Linked DNA regions of Mus musculus: regions 1 and 2 are each linked to region 3. The links are chromatin contacts, called in public HiChIP or PLAC-seq and promoter capture Hi-C maps. All regions are on one chromosome and are shown on one strand. Each heading gives the region's core, a stretch centred on a gene start, on an enhancer-like site or on the middle of the called end of the contact. The rest is flanking DNA. Distances are from core to core; before and after follow the strand shown.

Region 1 (3,633 bases), core at 1,024-3,523, 220 kb after region 3:
TGCTATAAGAACAGGTTTAACAGTCTTAAACTGGTAATCCTCCTGCCTCAACCTCCCGACTGCTGGGGTTACAGGTGAACGCTACCACACCCAGCTCTGGACTTCCTTTTTTTGTTGTTTGTTTCTTTCAAGTCCCAGAAGCCAAGAGGCTGCTACAAGCAATCGACCTAGGTCAGGCAGAAATTTGCAGGAACCAGAACACAAATGGGATACGATGTATCCTTTTGCAGCAGCTGTGGGAGTTTCCATTTCTGTCTTCAAAGCTTTTTGGCTAAGAACCCTCCCTGATCTCTGGTTTTGAAGGTTTGTTGAGATTTTTCTTCATCAAAAGCTCTTTCTCTCCCGTCTTAACCTCTGCTACCATGGCTCAGAGTTCCCAGGTAAAGTTGACTTACTCAAGTTAACTTAAGTTGTCATGCCGGGTGGTGGTGGCGCATGCCTTTAATCCCAGCACTTGGGAGGCAGAGACAGGCGGATTTCTGAGTTCGAGGCCAGCCTGGTCTACAAAGTGAGTTCCAGGACAGCCAAGACTATACAGAGAAACCCTGTCTCGAAAAACAAAAACAAAAAAAACAAAAAAAAAAAAACCACTTAAGTTGTCATTCATTTTAGCAGAATAAACAACACCCAGAGCTCTGATCCAAATGGTCTTGATTGGAGGGGGTGGGCTGTAAGTTTGTGTTTTTCTGGGAGAAACAGCTAGCCGTAGAATTACTTACACAGGCAGCCCTTAGAATCCCAATGGTTTACCAAGTAGTCTTGCTAGGTAATTTCTAACATGACCAATACTACTAACTTAGAGAACAATAGGTTTCCTTCACTTAGAAGTAAAGTAGTAGTCTTTTTTTTTTTCTTTCCTATCCTTTCCCCCTTTCCCTTTTCCTCCTTTCCCTTTTTCCCTTCCCTTCCCTTTCTCCAGACAGGGTTTCTCTATGCAGCCCTGGCTGCCCTGGAACTCACTCTATATCAGGCTGGCCTCGAACTCAGAAATCTGCCTGCCTCTACCTCTTGAGTGATGGGATTAAAAGCATGCAGGACCACACACGCCTGGCCAAGTATTATTTCTTAGACAGGAAGCAAAGGCACACATTTTATGGAAACCGGTGACTATGGTCCATTCAGGAACCAGAATCCCAAATTATCATTACCACCTCTGTCCTTCAGCATTGCAAGGCTAATTTTAAATGCACAGAAATTTTCTATGCTTTATCCCATTTACTGCTTCTACTAAACCCATCTTAAGAAGAGGACACAGACTCAGAGGGGGTGAAATGGCCCACCTCTCAAGTTCACAAGCCCCACAGGGCAGAGGTGAGCTTTAAACTCAGAACCCTGTGTGCTTACCTTCACCACCTTAATCACCCTGACTTCTTGGTCCAGGAGCAGCTCATCACGGAAGCACTGTTCCCGAAAGAACCTCTCGATTCTCTCCCAGGCATCCTGCCCTTCCTCTTTCCAGTCCCTCTGGGGCTGAAGGCTGTGTTCCAGGAAGTGGTCTAGACTGTCCCCAGGGGTCGCATACAGGTCGGGGAACGGGTCCATTTCAGCTGGGCCAGCCTGTCCTCTAGATAAATCCTCTGAGCTTCTGCTCAGCTCTGATGGGAGAAGCTTCCTGCAGCGTTCTCTGGAGGAGACAATGGGATGGAGAGTTGCATGGAAAGAAGAAAAGCGCTCTGCCCCTCCCTCCTTGGAGAAACTGGAAACAGAAACCAAGCTTTGACAAGAATTGAAAGTGAAACTGCAGGGAGATCCAGTTTACCTTCTTCAAGGCAGAAGGGAACAGGAGTTAAGGATGCAGTCTCCCCACCGGCTCTGTTGTGAGCACAGGATGTTGTTTACCACAACAGAGTAAGATTCAGCAGTTTCAGTGGCAGCGATTTGGCCACATAATCTCATCTGCCTGGTGATCTGGCAGTGGCAAATGCATTTATTTCATTCTTAATCACGCATAGTGTCTCCGTTACTAGTGGCGTCTCGAGCGATAGGGTTAGGCTAGGTTATTCCTGCTTATGCTGAGGGTCACAACATCCACACTCCACATTCCTAACTACCGACCTCAGCTAGTCTCCCCGAGGCTGCTCATCATCTGTGCAGGTGTCTTAGCTGAAGGCCATATCCAGGGTCAGACTCTCCAGCTGCAGGGCCCATCGAGGTGACATTTCTCTGATGCCTACCGCAGTCCCAAAGATGTGAGGCACAAAGGATTGCTCCTGGTCAATGGACAGCGTGAGGTAGTCTCACGATGTTTTCTGTCTAGTTATCTTCAGTGAGTGACGTGTTCTGGTTATCAGGTGCAGCCTTGGGTGTAGGATTAGGTTCCTGACTAAGCTTTTTTTTTTTTTTCATGCCTAAAAGGCAACTTTTGCCACAGTCACCACAAATAGTAACTTTCATATCACACTACCCAGGAAACACATCTATATATCCTGTCTTGGTTAGGGTTCCTATCTCTGCTATAAATACCATGTCCTGGGGAAGAATTTTGTTTGTTTGTTTGTTTTGGTTTGGTTTTGTTTTTGTTTTTTGAGACAGGGTTTCTCTGTGTAACCCTGGCTGTCCTGGAACTCACTCTCTAGATCAGGCTGGCCTGGAACTCAGAAATCCACCTGCCTCTGCCTCTCAAGTGCTGGGATCAAAGGCGTGTGCCACCACCGCCCAGCGGAGGAAAGGTTTTTTTTGTGGCATCTTCGAGATTGCCTACCATGCAGGGAAGTCAGGGCAGGAACTCAAGAACAGAGGCGGTGGATGAGTGTGTGCTGCTTATTGGTTTGCTCCTTATGGCTTGCTCAGTCTGCTTTTTCATACACCCCAGGACTGCCCCCCCAGGGTTGGCATGACCCAGAATGGACGGGGGGGGGGGGGGGGGGGGAAGGGGGCGGGACCCTCCCCCATCAATCACTAATTTAGCAAATGCCTCACAGGCTTGCCTAAAGGCCAGTTTTTGTTTTGTTTTGTTTTGTTTTGTTTTTCCCGAGACAGGGTTTCTCTATGTAGCCCTGGCTGTCCTGGAACTCACTCTGTAGACCAGGCTGGCCTCGAACTTAGAAATCTGCCTGCCTCTGCCTCCCAAGTGCTGGGATCAAAGGTGTGCGCCACCACTGCCCGGCTAAAGGCCAGTTTTATGGAAGTATTTTCTCAGTTGAGATTCTCTCTTCTCAGAAGAAGGAAGCTTGGATTGAGGTTTGAGGTGCTTGCTTGACACAGATGCTAGTAAGGATTTACTAGTAAGCTTGCTTACAAAATAACCAAGTAACGTGTTAACTCTCCTGTCCACCTGTGTAAAGGTGGATGGCCATTGGGGTCAAGGAGACCATGTCAACAAGGGGTCACTGAGTTGAAACAGAGCCCCAGAAACATTGAGGAAGGAGTCCTGTGCTTGTGGGTCCCGGGTGCCATGCCTCAGGTGTCAGATGACGTTGTAAGTAGTCTGGTGGAAACTGAAGATAGTCTAAACATATACTTTGTGTCTCTTAACCCATCAGACTACTATAATTGAAATGATGGGTCCCAAAGAAATGGTAATTTCCCCAAAAATCTCATGCTGGGAGAGGAAAGGGGGGCAGCCAGAGGGAAATCTTGTCTCCTAAAAACAGATTTCACACAAGTCTAACATCTTGTCAGAGTGCCTTCAGG
Region 2 (3,527 bases), core at 852-3,351, 150 kb before region 3:
TGGCCAAATAAGGAAACAGACCTTGGGGGCTAGCTTTAGGAAGATAATTTCATGGTTTTTAGAAAGGCAGAAGGAATAGGGAGAGAAGGCAGGGCTTGCCAGAGCCATGCTCACCACACTCAGGCTAGCCAGAGTCCTTTCAGGTGAGATAGCTCAGCAATTAAGAACACTAGCTACTCTTCCAGAGGACCTGGGTTTGATTCCCAGAGCCTATATGGTGCTTTAATTCCAGTGCTGGGGTATACAATCCTCTCTTCTGGTATCTAGAGACACATGGCACAGACATACTAGCTGGTAAAACATGTGTAAACACAAAAATAAAATAACAACCAAAAAACTGAAAAATTATAGTTCCTTTTTAAAAATGGATTTATTTATTTTATATATGTGAGTACACTGTAGCTATCTTCAGACACACCAGAAGAGGGCAGTGGATCACCTTACAGATGGTTGTGAGCCACCATGTTTGTGATTTGGAATTGAGTTTAGGACCTCTGGAAAAGCATTCAGTGCTCTTAACCTCCGAGCCATCTCTCTAGCAAACCCCTCCCCCCCAAGTTATAGTTCTATGGATCTCCATGTCATTTTAAACTGATTCCTTCCATACTAAATAATATCTCATATACTATATGATAATAAGGAACCAAATAAGAGTCTGACTCCTGCTTTTTTCATTTTTCTTTCTTTCTTTTTTTCTTTTCTTTTCTTTCTTTTTTGCCCTGCCTCTGCCTCCCAAGTGCTGGGATTAAAGGTGTGCGCCACCACTGCCTGGCTTGGCCCGCACATTCTTGTTCCTTTCCCATTTATGATACTGAGGATCAAATCAGAACTTTGCCCATGCAAGGGCCCTGTGACTACACTACACTGTCTGCTTTTATTCTTTTTCTCTCTTATAAGGAACATGGTCTCACTATGTAGCACATGCTAGCCTTACACTCTGCACTTCCTGTCTCTGTTTATTTATTTATTTTTTTGAGACAAGGTTTTTCTGTGTAGCCCCAGCTGACCTGAAACTTGCTCTGTAGACCAGGCTGGCCTTGAACTCAGAGATCCACCTGCATCTGCCTCCTGAGTGCTGAGATTAAAGATGTGCACCACTGGCATCCGTCTTCTGTCTCTGCTTCTTGAGTATTAGTGATACAGGCATGAGCCACTCTAGTTCTCCTACATACACGATTGCTAAAATTCCACTCATCGGCTAGATGAGGTAGTAGCTTAGAGGTAGAAAACTAGATTGTGAGCATGGAGCTCTGGATTTGATCCCTAACAGCCCCCCCCCCCCAAATTCCATTCGTCCTGTGTGTGTCACATGACACAGCATTTCTAAGAAGTCCTCTTTTATCCCTCTCAAGCTGGGATGCTTTTCTATTGAAACGTGTTTGATTAGCATCTCCTTACTTAACTGTACTATGTTGTTTCTCTTTGTTGGTGTTTCGAATGTTGCTTCTTACCGATCTTTATATATGAATGTGGCATGCATACGTGTATGAAAAATCTTACACGTATGCACAGGTGTACATGGAGTTCTGAGGCTGCCATTGAGTGTTTTCCTCCAAGACTCTCCACATTCTTCACAGAATGGCTAGGTAGACTCACCATTTGAGCTAGTCTGGCTAGCCAGTTTGTTCTGGGAATTTCCAGATCTCTTGTCTCCGGTGCACCGGAATTGCAGGTGGGCCATCACACTCCACTTGGTTTTCTAAAAAATTTTGTGTATGGGTGTTTTGTCTATATGAGTATGTCTGTATACCACGTGTTTGCTTGGTATTGTAGGAGGCCAGACACCCACACATCTTTTTTTTAAAAAAAGAAAAAAATCCAAGCACTGGCGAGGAATATCTGTGAATTGGAAGCCAGACTGTTGCACACAAAGAGTTCAGGTCCCGTTAGGACTACAAAATGAAACATTGTCTCAAAAAGAAGGAACCCGCTAGGGAGGCGGGAAGGAAAAGAAACCTCGAACAGGGAAGAGAGAAAAAAAGCATTGGCAGGCACAAGCGGTCCCTCCCCTAGGACCCGGATGTAGGTAAAAGACTACACTTCCCAGAATGCACCACGCCCGCCTGGCAACTATATAAATAGTCCATCCGGGTTCTTGGAGATGCTGTTTGGCGACTCGTCGCCATTCCCGGAGCAGCTCGGCCTCGGCCCAGAGGCGAGTGTCGGTCGCTGTGTCGGAGACCCCGGTCCCCGGCACCGAGACAGCCAGCCCTCTCTCCTGCCCCGCGGCGGGAGAGCGTGTCCGGCCGGCCGGCGGGGCTCGCGACCCTCCCGCGCCTCCCTTTCCCCCGCAGCCTCTGCCCCGCCAGGCCCGGCCCGGACCTCCGAGCCCCGGCCTCCTCCTCCTCCTCCTCCTCGTCCTCGTCCTCCTCTTCGGTCACCGCCGCCTCTGGGCCCCACAACCCCACCTTGCCGCTTCTCCTTCCATTTTGAGAAGCTGAGGAAGGAAACAAGGAAAAATGTCGCCATGAAGGCCGAGAACCGCTGCCGCCGCCGACCCCCGCCGGCCCTGAACGCCATGAGCCTGGGTCCCCGCCGCGCCCGCTCCGCTCCGACCGCCGTCGCCGCCGAGGCCCCCTTTGATGCCGCAGAGCTCCCCCAGCGCCGCCGCCACCGCCTCCGACATGGACAAGAACAGCGGCTCCAACAGCTCCTCCGCCTCCTCGGGCAGCAGCAAAGGGCAACAGCCGCCCCGCTCCGCCTCGGCGGGGCCGGCCGGCGAGTCTAAACCCAAGAGTGGTAAGAGCCGGCGGGTCTGCCGGGTCACTTGGGGGAGGAGGGACAAACGACCCACCTTCCGCTTGCACTGACATCCAGTATTTACGGTTAAGCCGATCTGCGCTGCGTGGTTAATTTGGGCCCTTGCATTCATATTCAAAACAGCTGGCTGAAGTAGGCGCTATTCTTAGCCCCATTTTGCAGATGAGGGATCTGAGATTTTGGAAAGGGTTAAGGTCATCCAGGTGGCAAGCACCTCACAGAAGGCCTCAAGACCTGGCTTTGTGTGACTCACCGTCGGTCCAGGCTCTAAAACAATTGACTTTGTTTTCTCTTCTAGTGTCGGATTAGCTTTGGGTGGCATTCAAGTTTGAATAAGAGAGGGTGAGGCCCGAGGATTTTCAGACTTAAATCTGGCACCGGGTCTGCTCCTCTGTTTAAGAGGACTCATGTTGGGATGGCGTTGCTCGGCGTGATAGTAAAGCATGCAGACCCTGCATTCAGTTCATTTAGGTTCAGTCCTTGAGTTTGCTAATACACACTATTAAGTAAATGGGCTAAGCGCTTAGAGTACTTGACAACTTTTTGCCTAAATATTATGCCTGTTTGTGTGCGGTAGGTTATATGGGCTTGGCTTTCATGGTGTGTGTGTGTGTGTGTGTGTGTGTGTGTGTGAGAGAGAGAGTGATGTGTGTAGTCAGGCTTCTTAGTATTACTATAACATAATAATAATGATATTATTATAATAATATAATAATACTACTTACTGATTATGCACAAAGCACACGGGTAGGCTTTTAGGTGTGATA
Region 3 (3,385 bases), core at 441-2,940:
TTGTCTCTAGTCTTTAATGGCAAGTTCCAGGCTAGCCAGGCCCTGTGGACCACCTGGCCTGGTCATCTATTGTTTTGGGTTTTTTTTGTTTTTGTTTTTTTGAGAGATGATTTCTCTGTGTAGCCCTGGCTATTTTGGAACTTACTTTGTAGACCAGGCTGGCCTGGAACTCACAGAGACCCAGTCGCCTCTGCCTCCAGGTCTAGGATTAAAGTCATGTCACCATTAGAGCCTGGCAGCTGTCTCGTTTTTGGAGACAGTTTTTTCTTACTGAAGCAGGAACTCACCAGCCCCTTTAGACTGGATGTCAGTGAGCTCCCAGAATCCTTGTCTTTGCAGTCCCCATCGGATGGAATCCTGCACCCAGGTCAAATGGATGCTGGGGTTCCAACTCAGGTCATGCTCACATGTGAAGTCTACCCTCTGCACCACCTCTCAGGCTCCAGTGTCTCTCTTTCGTCTTCCATCCGGTTCTGTCTGGTGACCAGGTAGGGAAGACGGATGGATGACCAGAGGATTGGGCAAAGAGTCAGCACGTTATTTGAAAGCCCCCCCCCCCCTTTAAAGGCAGTTCCAGACTTTGGGGGTGGGGGAAGAAATGGACAGATGGGATCATTTGCAGTCTAAACTACCACCCTCTCTTCAGTGTATTGTTTTCTAGGTAGTGGTGGGCTGTGAAGTTCAGTGAGCAGATATGTAGGGTGCATGTAAACCAGGGAGCTAATGACACTGACAGTCTCTGGGACCGAGCGAAGTTGTTCTGAGGGTGCTAGGACTCAACCCTCAACCCTTGGAGTTAATGGGCAGTACCCCTACTCCCAGCAGGGCTCTGCCCCCCCCCCCCCCACGAGGTGCAGAAGACAGTAGCTCTGTTTCACATTCACATCTGAGGGCTGGAGGGAATCTTCCTGCCCAGCATCCCCATGCAATGGGCTAGATACTGAGCCTTCCAGGCTTTTTGTTTTTTGTTTTGTTTTGTTTTAAAGATTTATTTTATTATTTTATGTACATACACTGTAGCTGTCTTCATACACTCCAGAAGAGGGAGTCAGATCTCATTACGGATGGTTGTGAGCCACCATGTGGTTGCTGGGATTTGAACTCTGGACCTTCGGAAGAGCAGTCGGGTGCTCTTACCCACTGAGCCATCTCACCAGCCCCCTTCCAGCCCTTTTGGAATCCACAGACTAGTGTGAGAGATGAATAGTAAATAAATAAGTAAAATAAAAGGCTGGATGTAAAACTGTGGGCTAGGAATGGTAGCATGAAATCCAGGCAAGAGGGCAAAAGCTGCCTGCCTTGTGTGGCCGAGCAAAGATGGTCAGGGAGCCAGGGATTACGCTGACAGCTGACAGGATGCAGAAGTGGGTGGGCAGGAGTAGGTGCTAGCTCTTCTCTTCTCTCCCTAAAACTGAACCCAGCGCCTTATGTCTGCTAGGCAGGGAGGACCTCCTCACGCCCTCTTTAAACTTTCATTTTGAAGATACTGCAAAGTTGCCCAAGCTGGGCTTGAATTTACTCCGTAATACAGGGAGAACCTGCAATTCTGCCTCAGGCTCAGAAGTCGCTGGAATTAAGTTGACTTCCTGGGTGAGGCCCGGACCCTAGGTCGTGAGCCTGTCTCAGGCCTGCCCCTGCGGCCCGGTGGGCGTGGCCCGGGCTCGGCGCCGGCCCCGCCCCTGCAGCCGTGTGGGCGTGGCCCAGGCCCTGCCCCTGCCGTCCGGAACTCCAGAGCTGCTGCAGGAGGTCCTGGAGGTCTGTGCCCATGGCTGCCGCCTTGCTCGCCCGGGCCCGTGGCCCTCTCCGTAGAGGTGAGTGCGGAGCCCCAGGGCGGGTCACAGGGCGGAGATCCTGGCGGCCGGTCCTGCTGTGGCCCCGGGCAGACGAGTGGGCAGCACCCAGTGGCTGCGCGTGGCCTTTGTCCTAGTTTGGTAGCCTCTGGCCGGTGCAAGGCCCAGACTCTGAGGGATCCGGGCTCCTGCTCGGCGCTTTTCCCGCGGGTCCCTCATCGCCAGCTCCCCTTATGCGGCCCTATCCACACCCCTTACGCCATTTCAGTCCTAGCTGAGGTTCTGGGTGAGTTGGTCCTTCATGGCGGGGGGTGGGGGGAGGGGCTTGGCATTTAACTCCGACCTATGACCTTGGACATAACTCTCAACCTCTCTGCATCAAGTGGTCCAAGTGTCAACTGTTTCCATCCTCAGAGCTCTATTAAATCACAGGATGCATCGTGGTTGGCATCTAACGTGTTTTCTTAACGTTAGCATTTACTTTTTTGTTTGTTTGTTTTTGTTTTGTTTTTCGAGACAGGGTTTCTCTGTATAGCCTTGGCTGTCCTGGAACTCACTTTGTAGACCAGCCAGAAATCCGCCTGCCTCTGCCTCCTGAGTGCTGGGATTAAAGGCGTGAGCCACCACGCCCGGCATACTTATTTTTAATAGTGTTTCCTCTCCTGTGCAGCAGCCCTGACACTATGGCCACCGCTTCCTTTGGCTAATCCAGAGTCACATTAACAATTAGATCAGTGTTAAATAAGCCATTAAGTACTTCTTTAATCTTTCCACTGCCGGGAGCTGAGTTCTGTTCTTGTCCACATTTTATAGAACTCCCAGACCCCAGACCCAGTGAAACTTAAAATCCATTTCCGAGGTGTTGTAAATGGGATTATATGGAGGAAGTGTTTAGCGAGCAGTTAAGCATTCAGTTAGCCTGGGCTTTTCTGTAACACTCTGTTGACATTGTATCAATACATTTTTTTTTTTTTCTATTGAGACAGGGGTGGGGGGGTGGGGGGTGGGGGGGTGGAGTGGTGCTCTTTTTTTTTCTTAAAAGTTTATTTTTATTTTTATTTGTATGAGTGCTTTGCCTGCATGTGTGCCTGCATAAGTGTGCCGTGTCCCACAGAGGCCAGAAGAGTGTGTTGGATCCTCTGGACCTTTCATTACAGACAATTAGCCACTCTGTAGCCTGGTTCCTCTGAAAGAGCAACAAGTGCTCTTAACTGCTGAACCATTCCTCCAGACCCTGGGATGAATGAAATCTTGACTTATTGCATAGGCTAGCCTGAACTCCAGGCTACCTCAGCGTTTGTTCTTCTTACAGAAGATCTGAGTTCAGATCCCAGCGCCCATGTTGGGCAGCTCCTAATCCCCTGTAAGGTCCAGGGGATCTGACGCCCTCCTCTGGCCTCTGTGGGTACCTGCATGCATGTGTACATACATAAACACAGACTCACAGACACATAAAGAGAAAGGAGTCTTAAGATCTTTCACACTGTCCTTCCCTAACTCGGATCATCCTCTGATAGCTCTCGGTGTTCGGGACTGGCGACGGTTACACACTGTTTACCAGTCTGTGGAGCTGCCTGAGACACACCAGATGTTGC

The links. Promoter capture Hi-C pulls out the DNA fragments that hold promoters and counts their contacts. HiChIP or PLAC-seq counts read pairs in DNA pulled down with a chosen protein or histone mark.
Region 1: a contact with region 3 is called in a promoter capture Hi-C map of liver, with 2.4 times the contacts expected there. The contact joins the promoter of Oasl2 here to the promoter of Acads in region 3. A contact is called at or near these places in 3 of 39 promoter capture datasets (the 3T3-L1 cell line, liver and stem cell-derived epiblast-like cells), 1 of 484 Hi-C or Micro-C datasets (nephron progenitors), 2 of 115 datasets of contacts at active chromatin or transcription factors (embryonic stem cells and intestinal villus epithelium) and 3 of 9 other capture datasets (adipose tissue, liver and pancreatic islet).
Region 2: an H3K4me3 HiChIP or PLAC-seq map of embryonic stem cells shows a contact between it and region 3, with 29 read pairs. The contact joins the promoter of Rnf10 here to the promoter of Acads in region 3. A contact is called at or near these places in 25 of 39 promoter capture datasets (the 3T3-L1 cell line, 3T3-L1-derived adipocytes, the C10 cell line and 17 more), 17 of 484 Hi-C or Micro-C datasets (CD4 T cells, the G1E-ER4 cell line, the HL-1 cell line and 7 more), 20 of 115 datasets of contacts at active chromatin or transcription factors (the 230-238 cell line, the SCID.adh cell line, bone marrow-derived macrophages and 10 more) and 5 of 9 other capture datasets (adipose tissue, embryonic stem cells, liver and 2 more).

Annotation. Positions count from the first base shown.
Region 1 is chr5:114,895,574-114,899,206 of GRCm38.p6, reverse strand. Oasl2 (2'-5' oligoadenylate synthetase-like 2) reads right to left here and starts at 2,273. Exons shown (of 6, transcript NM_011854.2): 1 at 1,345-2,273. The coding sequence starts at 1,542.
Region 2 is chr5:115,271,469-115,274,995 of GRCm38.p6, reverse strand. It overlaps Rnf10 (ring finger protein 10), which reads left to right and starts at 2,101. Exons shown (of 17, transcript NM_016698.2): 1 at 2,101-2,739. The coding sequence starts at 2,583.
Region 3 is chr5:115,117,651-115,121,035 of GRCm38.p6, reverse strand. Acads (acyl-Coenzyme A dehydrogenase, short chain) reads left to right here and starts at 1,690. Exons shown (of 10, transcript NM_007383.3): 1 at 1,690-1,811; 2 at 3,308-3,385. The coding sequence starts at 1,766.